Linked DNA regions of Gasterosteus aculeatus: region 1 is linked to region 2. Evidence: chromatin contacts called from public Hi-C data. All regions are on one chromosome and are shown on one strand. The core of a region is the stretch at or near the end of the contact, and the rest is flanking DNA. Distances in the headings are between cores, read along the strand shown.

What was found. Hi-C and Micro-C count contacts between places; a contact is called where the count stands out from the background.
Region 1: a contact with region 2 is called in a Hi-C map of whole body, with 2.6 times the contacts expected there. The contact joins the enhancer-like site here to the promoter of farsb in region 2. A contact is called at or near these places in 3 of 6 Hi-C or Micro-C datasets (skeletal muscle and whole body).

What each region holds. Positions count from the first base shown.
Region 1 is chr1:2,143,479-2,148,364 of fGasAcu3.hap1.1, forward strand. No RefSeq gene overlaps it. Among protein-coding and RNA genes, the nearest start is that of pax3b, 25 kb to the left of the region's middle. Within about 2 kb of position 2,628, at least 2 of the 9 cell types and tissues checked have open chromatin away from gene starts, as enhancers often do.
Region 2 is chr1:2,092,178-2,097,215 of fGasAcu3.hap1.1, forward strand. farsb (phenylalanyl-tRNA synthetase subunit beta) reads left to right here and starts at 2,463. Exons shown (of 18, transcript XM_078107137.1): 1 at 2,463-2,626; 2 at 3,054-3,109; 3 at 3,256-3,410; 4 at 4,582-4,654; 5 at 4,774-4,889. The coding sequence starts at 2,569. acsl3a (acyl-CoA synthetase long chain family member 3a) reads right to left here and starts at 1,281. Exons shown (of 15, transcript XM_040180487.2): 1 at 1,011-1,281.

The DNA.
Region 1 (4,886 bases), core at 1,378-3,877, 51 kb after region 2:
TTGGAAACCACTTTTCCTCCGTCACGAAACCCCGGAGCCAGAAGAGTCCAAACCGACCACAGCTGCTTGTTCTGACTGCAGACCTCTTCTACGGCCGTTTTTATGCTCAAAATGACAGATATCACTTCGGCGGTGGGCCCGATCCAGAGCAGCCAACGGGGACCGTTGTTGTGACGGCAAAAGTGAGCCGATTGCGTCTTTATGGAATCACATGGCGAAGGGAGAATTTACTCGAGGGAGAGCGAGCGGCATCGCAGACAACAATGCGCGTTTTCTTTCAGGTCGGATGGGATTTTCTTCGGGGGGAAAAAGGCGACGCGAGCTCATCCATCGGAGCGCCGCCGAGTTCACCCAGAGCTACAAAAAGAATCCCACGTCCGCGGCCCGCGAGCGACTCCGAGGCCTCACGTGTGCCGGGAACCGTGTCAGTATCATCGTAGCGAGGCCGTGACACGCCACGGACGACTCTTCGACGTGACGAAAGCGATCATACCGAACGCTGATTGCACGCACGAACAGGAAGAGAAGTGGAAACATCAGAAGTTAGAACAGACTTGCTGGCAGGCGATATTTTCTTTCTAATCTTTCCCGACAGTCATCTGGACCGACGGAGAGACATCTGTGGGCTCATGTGGACTTTTCTTTTAACCCGCGGCTTCTCCTGTTAGACTTTTCACTTTGCTTGATGGGAAAATGTGAAACAAATGATGACTGTTTTTATACTCCGTTTGGAAGCAAGTTGGACTTTTCTTTTAGTTGGACGTGGAGCAACAAAAGTGTCTTGTTCACAGGAAGTGATGCATTTTATGTTCGGAATGTGTTGGTATTTCATGGACAGCTTTGTTGCTGGGTGGAAGTACAAAGTACAGTAAATAACCCTAAAACCATTTGTTACGTGGATGGAGTCATTGAGAACACGGAGTAATTCGGTTAGACAAGTAGTAATATTTTCTGCTGTTTTTTCTGAAGATTACCAAATAGTTTACACGTCACGCTAACGGGAAACTGACAAACTCATCAAACATTTTTCCCCCTAAACTTACATTTTTGTAATAAATGTTACAGTCTGCTAGTTTGAATATATCAAAAGATGAGTTTAATCAAAACATGCTGGAATTTTTTCGGTAAAAAATAATAAACTTTTTCAGCAGTTTCACCACCAAAATGATGTTGAATCTACAGTAACTCCACCTTAACGCAGACGTACAGTAACTCATTGTAGTGTCGGAGATAAGCAAAACAGAAAAAAACAACCCACGCACAACGTATCGTCCCATCGGGGCGCGGCTCGTTTCAGGGGATGTTTGTAATCTCTGAGAAAAAGCAGAGCGAGCGAGGAAAGGACAACGCTGGCTTTGCGCAGCCAAGAACAAGCAGGGATTTCGTTGAGCAGATTGACAGAAGCAAATGTAAATCACGGCCGACGTTTCACGGGTGGGGAACTGCCCATAATCAGAGAAATACAGCGTCCCGGCGGAGCTGGCCTGTCGGATGGGAGAGCGGTGGGAGGCGGGAGGAGGAGTGTTTTTTTCTTTTTTTCGGAGAGGTATGTGATGTAAAGCGGTGGAAGCGGGACGGCAGCTGAAGCTGTCCAGCGCCCATGAATCAGGCTGAGGCACCGTGAAGCAGCGGCCCTCATAGGAGCCAGATGGGCCCTCGGCTCAACACTGGCAGGGATGAAGGAACACACACACACATACACACACACACGCTTGTGTGCACTGCAGATACAAACCTGAGAATGTGAGCAAAAGCAACACGCACATTTAATATAAAACAGCTTGGATTTGGAAGCGTGGAGTGCGCATAAACTACGCAAACTGACAGGAACAATTACAAACGGGGCTGAAGGCGACTCTTTGCTGTCCTGCTCCTAAATGGTGGAACGAGCTCTCTGATGACATCAGGACCGGCGAGAACCTTCACATCTTCAGACTACAGACCCACCTCTCCAGACTCCACCGCCACTAAAACACTAACAAACTGTAGCACTTAAATAGTACTTGTAATGTCTCTTATCTGTAACAAGTTGTAGATCGGCCTGTTTGATGAAATTGCACTTTCTTGTTTCTTGCTCTTCTGGGTTTGTCTCTTTATGGTTGAAATGCACTTATTGTCGCTTTGGATAAAAACATCAGCTAAATGACCTGTGATGTAATGTGATGTAAAAGGCGCACATGTGGCATTAATAAGTTACGGCGTGATCAAAAATGTTGGTTAAATAATTTAGAGTTTGATATAAAGCTTTGGACTTTATACTTACATTTATTACTCACAACTTTTTTTCCTTTCTTTGCTCTCGGTAACATTTAATCCTAAATGTTGCACACATGATTTCTCCATTAATCAACGCCGATATTGCAATGAGAGGTGTGACCAGGCCTGTGTGGCTAGCTTGTGCACCAGTTTGTTCAGCGAGTCAGCAATCTATTTATTAATACATAATGTCAAATATTCAACAATAACAAACACCTCTAGAGTTTCACTTTGCGCTGAGTTTAAACACTTTTAGTGCATTAGAAAAAGCACAGAAACGACACTCAGAACATCATATATATATATGAAAGTTGAAAGTTGGTTCACACGAGACCAGAAAGAAGAGGCGACATCAGCAAAGACAAAAGGAGGTGCAACCGACCCGCGGCCCTGTGATCGTCCGAGCAGGTCAGCGCTTCAATGGGGCTTGAAAAGTGTGTGTTTGCCGCGATGAATGGTTTCCCAAAGCCCATCATCCCTGTCTGCTCCACTTAAGTTAGACAGACTGTGACTGATTTCCAACCCGCGGTAAACCCGCGTGATCCCAGTTTACGGGCCACAAAAAGGGGAAGACGAGCCGAGGAGGCCGCGGCGCGTCTTTTTATGGACTCGGGGTGATTGTGGAGCTTCGCGTCTCCAGGACAAAGGCGCGTGGTGTCGGCTGTTTGTCTACACGCATTTATAGGTTTCCTCACAATTAACGCCAACAAAAAGAAGCTCCGTGACTCTCTTTTGCTCAGTCAGCTCGGATGTTGTTAACCAGCGATAATAATTTAAACTGAATATTTTTTCAAATGACCGCGTGCGTAAAATATGCAATAAACACACCTGGCTTTGTGACCATGTTCGTAAACGCTGGCGCTGATTATCATCTGTCACATTCAACGGGGCACGAGTTGATATAAACAATAAATCCAATCCAAGAGGAAAGTAAAGCAGACGCCGATGATTATAACCAGAAAGAAAAATGAAACCTTTCGGGGGGGAAGAAGCTGAGTGACATCGATCAGCTGCTCAGCCTCCAACACGTCAAACTGAATTAAAGTCTGCAAACTAATTAAAATTCCACTTCTCCGAGGAGGGATTCGTGTTCTTCTCAAGTCGTGCCTATAACTTCAGCCCAGACAACACAGATGTTTTGACAAACTGCAAACACGTCGTTGTGATTTCTCCTTCAGTTCAATGGAAACGCTGATTTCATTCAGCTTAATACACAGAAGTATTCGAGTCACTGACGTCCACTCGATGCGCATCCAAGTGTAGCGGCCGACTTCAGCCCGTTACGCTCAAATTCCAACGGGATTTCCACCCGGCGCCGCCTTCAGGGACCGTCGGAAACAATGCAGTCACATGTTCGGCTGACGCAGCTGACCCGAACGCAGTTAACTACAATACTGAAAAAGAGTTTTTTAACTTATTTTCCCCCTTTCTGTCTCTTTTTGAGTAAATTTCTATTTTCTTCTTATGTGTAATGAATGTTCGTCATATACATATTTAGGAGCTTAATGCAGGTTTACCCGAATGCGTTTTACTTTTGAATGATAAATAAATAAAATTCATTTGATATTTTTTAAACTAATTTAAATTTAGATGGTAAAATACCAGCAATTATTTAAAGCACCCAAATGTGCAGCGTCCTGCATCGATGGCTTGGGGATAGAAAGGGACATCTCCTGCAGAACACAGACCTCTGCTGGAGACTCGCTGCAAACAACGTTCTGCTTCACTTTAACTCCCCCAACATCACGTTCACCCACCGGAGAGGTTCCATGCGACGAGATCCTCAAACTGCATTGGATTCTCCAAAAACAGAACAATCAACTTTGGAATCCATATTTAGCTGAGTTGCAGAGACCCACAATGCCTATAAGTCAGTTAGTTAGAAGTTAATAAGCTATAGGGGTCACCTTGTGTATTTTGTCCATAAGGACATTTAAAGAACAAAGGGTCAGAGTTCACAGAGACGTCCTGACTTTTAGTCCCTGCAGTGACGGACACACAGGCTCAAGGACCCTCCAATGAGGCCTTCACCTGCAACGAAACATACCACCTGTAACCAGAACCTGCTCAGTAGTCCACCATGGGGACATGTTCACGGATCCTCCCCGTCCCCCGCAGCAGGGACGTGTCTACGCAACCGCCCCACCAGGTGGCAGCAGCGACCTGCGACGTCGTGAATATGGCCGCACAAAGTGAGTCGTCAGGAGTCCATCTTGGTTTCTTACTCCCCCTCCTCACTCCTAAAGTCGCACACACACACACACACTTTTCTGCTGTCGAGCCGCATGCGTGTGCGTGTGTGTGTGTGTGTCGCCTCCTGGCCGCTGCCACCCTGCCCAGACTACTGATGCGCTACCCGCTTCTCATTAGAACGTCCCGTTTGAGTCCGGCCATCTGCACCAGCTGGTTGTCGAACCCTCTGCCAACCGTTTGATGTCGGCGAGGAGCTCAGCGACGGTGCCCCCGGCGCCAGACTTAAAAAGAGCCTCTTTTGCTTTGTAGTTGTCTTCTTCTTAAAGCCTGACGTTTCCATCCAGGCCCGGCAGGCTTAAAGGGGAACGCAGGTGGGATCGGATGGCGTCAGGCAAAGGTGCATCACCACGGTCGGCACAGATAGGAGGCGCCTAAGA
Region 2 (5,038 bases), core at 1,213-3,712:
GTGCCTTTCTGAGAAAACAAGGTTCCCCTAAATAACGGGGGATGAGTGTGACGGCGTGTGCGTCTAATCCAACCGGACCATTCCTTACAGGACAATGGCGTCTGTGTCCGGACAGTTCGAGGCGGCGGCGTTCAGTAATCTTTGTCTCGGCCCACTTCCAGTCAGCTGTGTTTTAAAAAAAAAGTTATTTTAGACGAGGGAACGCAGGAGAGTGATTAGTTAGTGACGACTGTGGTGACAGAGATTTAAATTCTGGCCTTTGGTTGTAACAAGTGTGTAATTATTTCTATAAATATGTCTCTGTAAAGTGTAAAGAGAGTTTTGCTGCCGTTTAAAACAGCAAATATGCTCATTGCAATGAGTATAGCTTGTGAAATACAAAAAAGTATATTAATATTGTGAATACAAACATCAAATAATTTAGTTTTAGAATTTATGATTTAGAAGTCCTTATTCGTCATAATTAGAGAAACATAATACATGTAAATGTCTTCATAACAAACACATATTCTGTATTAAGAATATTAATAATAAAGATATAAAGTGAATGTAGATTTCTTTAGAATAAACAAATCATACCGTGTGTTTATAAGCCATCATAATTGAGACACGTGTAATACATTCAGTTGTCTTTATATTGCTGTCGGGGGTCAAACACGCCGCTGTGGCGACTCAACTTCCGGTTTGAAGTTTTCAAAACAAAACACTTGAAACGCCCGTTGCGACACTTCGGAGTGACGTTAATGATTAATTCCACACCGTGTATTAGGCGTCAGCCATACGAGGCGACCAACGCATTTCGTTATAAGACGTTTCACATGTCTGACGAAGGGGAAAAATGCATTATAACGGGGAAAAAATGTACTTTAAATGACACATTAACATAATATTCCATCTTGATTGTAAGCGTAATGTTCTCTCCTTTAACAATAACGGAGAAGGCATTCGCAACAGCATCCCACACATCTGGATACAAACACAAACGACAAAATAAAAAATAAAAACCTCACCACTCAGTTCATCCGGACAGAGTCGAGTCCCGACATCCAGCCGGCTCTCATCCGCGCGAGACCGGAAGTGAGTGACACGCTCGTCGTGATGCTGGCTGTCGCGTTGGGAGGGAGGGATGAGGGGGGGAATTTCCTGCGTCGTGATTGGACTAGTTGAGGTGGCGCGTGCTGGGGGCCGGGTCAGGATGGAGAGGAGGTGACTGCATGGGGGGGTTCAGAAGGAGCTCGGAGGCCACACGTGCACTTCTGCCTTCCATCCCGAGCCGGTGCCACATTAACTGGGGCACTTGTTGCTTTTTGTGGAGTCCCGGTTGCGGCACAGCAGTGGGATTGTGGTCTTAATTTATTAAATCCTGTGGCAACATAATGGGAAAAGGCAGAAAAAAAGCCCCTACTAAGCCCTAAACACATGCAGGGTCACTGGGGGGGCCTCCTCATATGCTGAGTTTTATCTGCTTTGGGGCTCCGAGTGAATCCCTCGCCTCACAAAACTGATGATAATGTCGATCTCATCTGCATCTGTTGGATGCTGTAATGTTATAAACCCGTAGCACTCTTTCCTTTTTGTCGTCATTGTTGTAGTGGCGATCCTTCATTATCAGGTGGTGGGATCTGATTACTAATAATAGAATGATGGTAAAGTATTCAATGTAAAACTGAGCCTAATCAGGAATGTCCAATTTGAGCACCACGTTTCCTTTGGCTTCTCTTCTAAATGTATTTACAAACTGTTCACAGCACGGAATGTCATGCGATCATGATAATCCTGCCACTCCTCATACACAGATGTTTGCTATTACATGCATGTGCAACAATCTGTTCTCATATAATAAATAACTGACACTTGACACGGCATCCTTATTTCAAGTGCATTCAGCCTCTGTTTCTCATTTCTAGCTTTCCTGCCTAAAATCCTTGAAATGCTGGACAACAGAGATCAATCTTTGATTTTCATTCTTCTTCCCCAGAAATATTCCACTAAGATTGCTCTCCATAGGCTCTTAAATGGTGATTGAATGCATCTTGTGGTTGGAGAACAACATAAGCAACTGTTATTCAGTATAAGTACTCTATGCGGTGGGAGAACAATGAACGCTAATGAAACTGGATGTTTAACTGGAAAGCATTTTGTAGTTTGATGTTGTTTACTTTATTAAAAAAATGTTTTAGTCGAATTTACTTCTCATTGAAAATAATCAATATCTATTATGACGAAAACATATATTTATACAGCTATATAAGATCAAAATGCAGCAACAAATAGATAAATATAGGTTTCATTAGTTAAATTAAATAAATATAGCAAATATTAAATAATAAATATTATACAGCTTTGTAGCTTACCTCTCTTTATAAACCATAGTTAGAAAATAAGTTAGGCTAATTAGTGATCGCACATAATATGTAATAAATTACAATTTCCCACGAATGGAACCATTGAATGTCCACAAAAGATGTGTTTGCAATTGAACTGGATTTCAGCCAGGCAGCGCGCCGGTCAGCTACAGCCGGCTGGAGGGGTCCTTAACCGAAGCGCTGTGGAGGACGAGCAGCCAACATGCCGACTGTTGGAGTGAAACGGGATCTTCTCTTCACAGCTTTGGGCAGAACATACAGTACGTGAGGTTGACAACGTATTCGAGTAGTGAACAAAAGGTCTGCCTGGTAAATGAAGGCCAACGTGTCTCTAAAAGACCGAGAGAGACAGAAAACTACCTGAAATCATTAGCATGGCGGCTAGCGAAGCAGCAGCAGCTGCGCGCTGACGTTAATCTTCACCACGTGAAGTTATCTTTACTAAAGCGTTCAAAGGGGATTTCCCGTTGATACAGTTTCTTCCAAATATTCATTTTAATACTGACATAATCCTGCAGATAAGGGCATCAGTGTGAAGGTGGTATTCCCCAGAGCTCTGACGTCGCTGTTGGACGTCAACGTCATTGCGTCATGTAGTTATTGAGTTAAATGTGAGCAGGCAGCCGGTGAGGACTTAACATTCATACAGCTGTTTATCAGGGAGTAAATGGTTATTTCTTCTTTCAGCTGATGAGGAGTTTGACGAGCTGTGCTTTGAGTATGGGTTGGAGCTGGATGAAATTGTGAGTAAACAATGTTAAAAAGCAGATCAAACCGCACACACACACAACACAAATAAAACCGATCGTTTGCAGTGATCCGTCATCTTTTGCTCAGCGACATCTCCTGATCTGTGACGTGTAACCACTTGACTCTGTTCTGACTCCAGACCTCGGAGAAGGAGATAATCAGCCGGGAGCAAGGCGGCTCCAAGGCCTCGGGGGCGTCTGACGTCATCCTGTACAAGATTGACGTACCAGCTAACCGCTATGACCTGCTGTGTCTGGAGGGGCTGGTCCGTGGCCTGCAGGTCTTCATGAACAAGTGGGTGGTTTTCATACTGCTGTGGGTGACCGTGTGTTTGAGGTTCCTGCATCAACAATAAGATTGCCCCTTTCCAGTTAGTTATTTTTAATGCACGCTAAACCCCTGCAAGATGGGATGAAGTCAGGCAGGTGACCCTTTGTGCTTGAACCCCGTCTCCTCCAGGGAATGCCGTTTTAGTCAAAATTAAATAAATTAATAAATACATGAAATATGCATTTTAATACATCATGAAATAAATGAATTGGGCAATAAATACATACATATTAAATACGTTTAATCATTTTATGGTACTTTTATTTCATAATGCCACTTTTCATTTCATGGTACGTTTATTTCATAATGCCACTTTTCATTTCATGGTACTTTTATTTCATAATGCCACTTTTCATTTCATGGTACTTTTATTTCATAATGCCACTTTTCGTTTCCAGAGACTTTTATTTCATAATGCCGTTTTACATTTCACATTTTTAGAAGCAAATCAGGGGGCGTGGCTACATCTAACATTCAGAACAGACAACAGAGCCGTGTGCAAAAGAAGGCTGGCTAAGGGACTTGAGATTAGCGCTGGTACTGGACGCCCGCCTCTGGATATTCCTGGATATTGGATTTCTCGGGTTGATAGACCGGACAACACAAAGTTAGCCAGCTTGTCCCCAGGAATATCCAGAGGCGGGCGTCCAGCACCTGTGCTTGTAGTACCAGCGCTAATGTTGACTTCATCAACTTGGACCTCTTCCACACGCACGCGGTGCTCAATCAGTCTTAAACAATTTAAAACTTCGTCGTCTATGTATACATCTTGAAGAGCACTTATCCGCTCCCTAGTATTTCCAAAAAAAAACCAATGTGTCAAAATCGTATCTGCAGAAAACCCATGTTGATCGATTTGATCTGCTAATGCTAGCATGCTACCTCGGAGCCCACCGATGTCTTCCATTATGTCAACACTCCCGTCCCTCACGTTGTCTGTTCTGAAGGCAGCCTAGCTGCAGTAGAATGAGCGGTTTTCTAAAGGGACCCTGGTGCTGGGGACTCTACCACTTCAACACGGACTGTCAAAAACAACACAAAATGAAAGTTCCCCTGTAGTAACTCTTGATGGCAAGCTGAGTGTGAAGTGCGTTTAGACCTCAGTGTTGGCACTGCGGTTGTGTTTGTGTTGCAGGATGGAGGCACCTCGCTACAGACGTGTTCGCCCGGTCAGCGGGGAGCCTCAGCGGCTTGTTATTACCAAGGAGGTGGGTGGCGGCAGTCATAATTATAACCGCTTGTGGCCTGAGACGTTCCTTAGTCTACTTTACAAATCCTAAATACATGTATTACCATGGTAACCCTAGTCATGATTTCATGTGTGCAGACGGCGGCGGTGCGACCGCATGCCGTGGCCGCAGTGTTGAGGAACATCACCTTCACACAGGAACGCTACGACAGCTTCATCGAGCTGCAGGACAAACTCCACCAAAACGTCTGCAGGTCAGATCATCGCAGTACAACAGAACACCATCTGTTAGTTCTCCTGCAGGTTGTCAAATGTTCCTGGGGTGTTGCAGCCGCTGCATCTGCTGCTGGTCTGACGGGGCAGGTGGAATTAAATGGCACAATATTTAACCAGGCTTGACTGT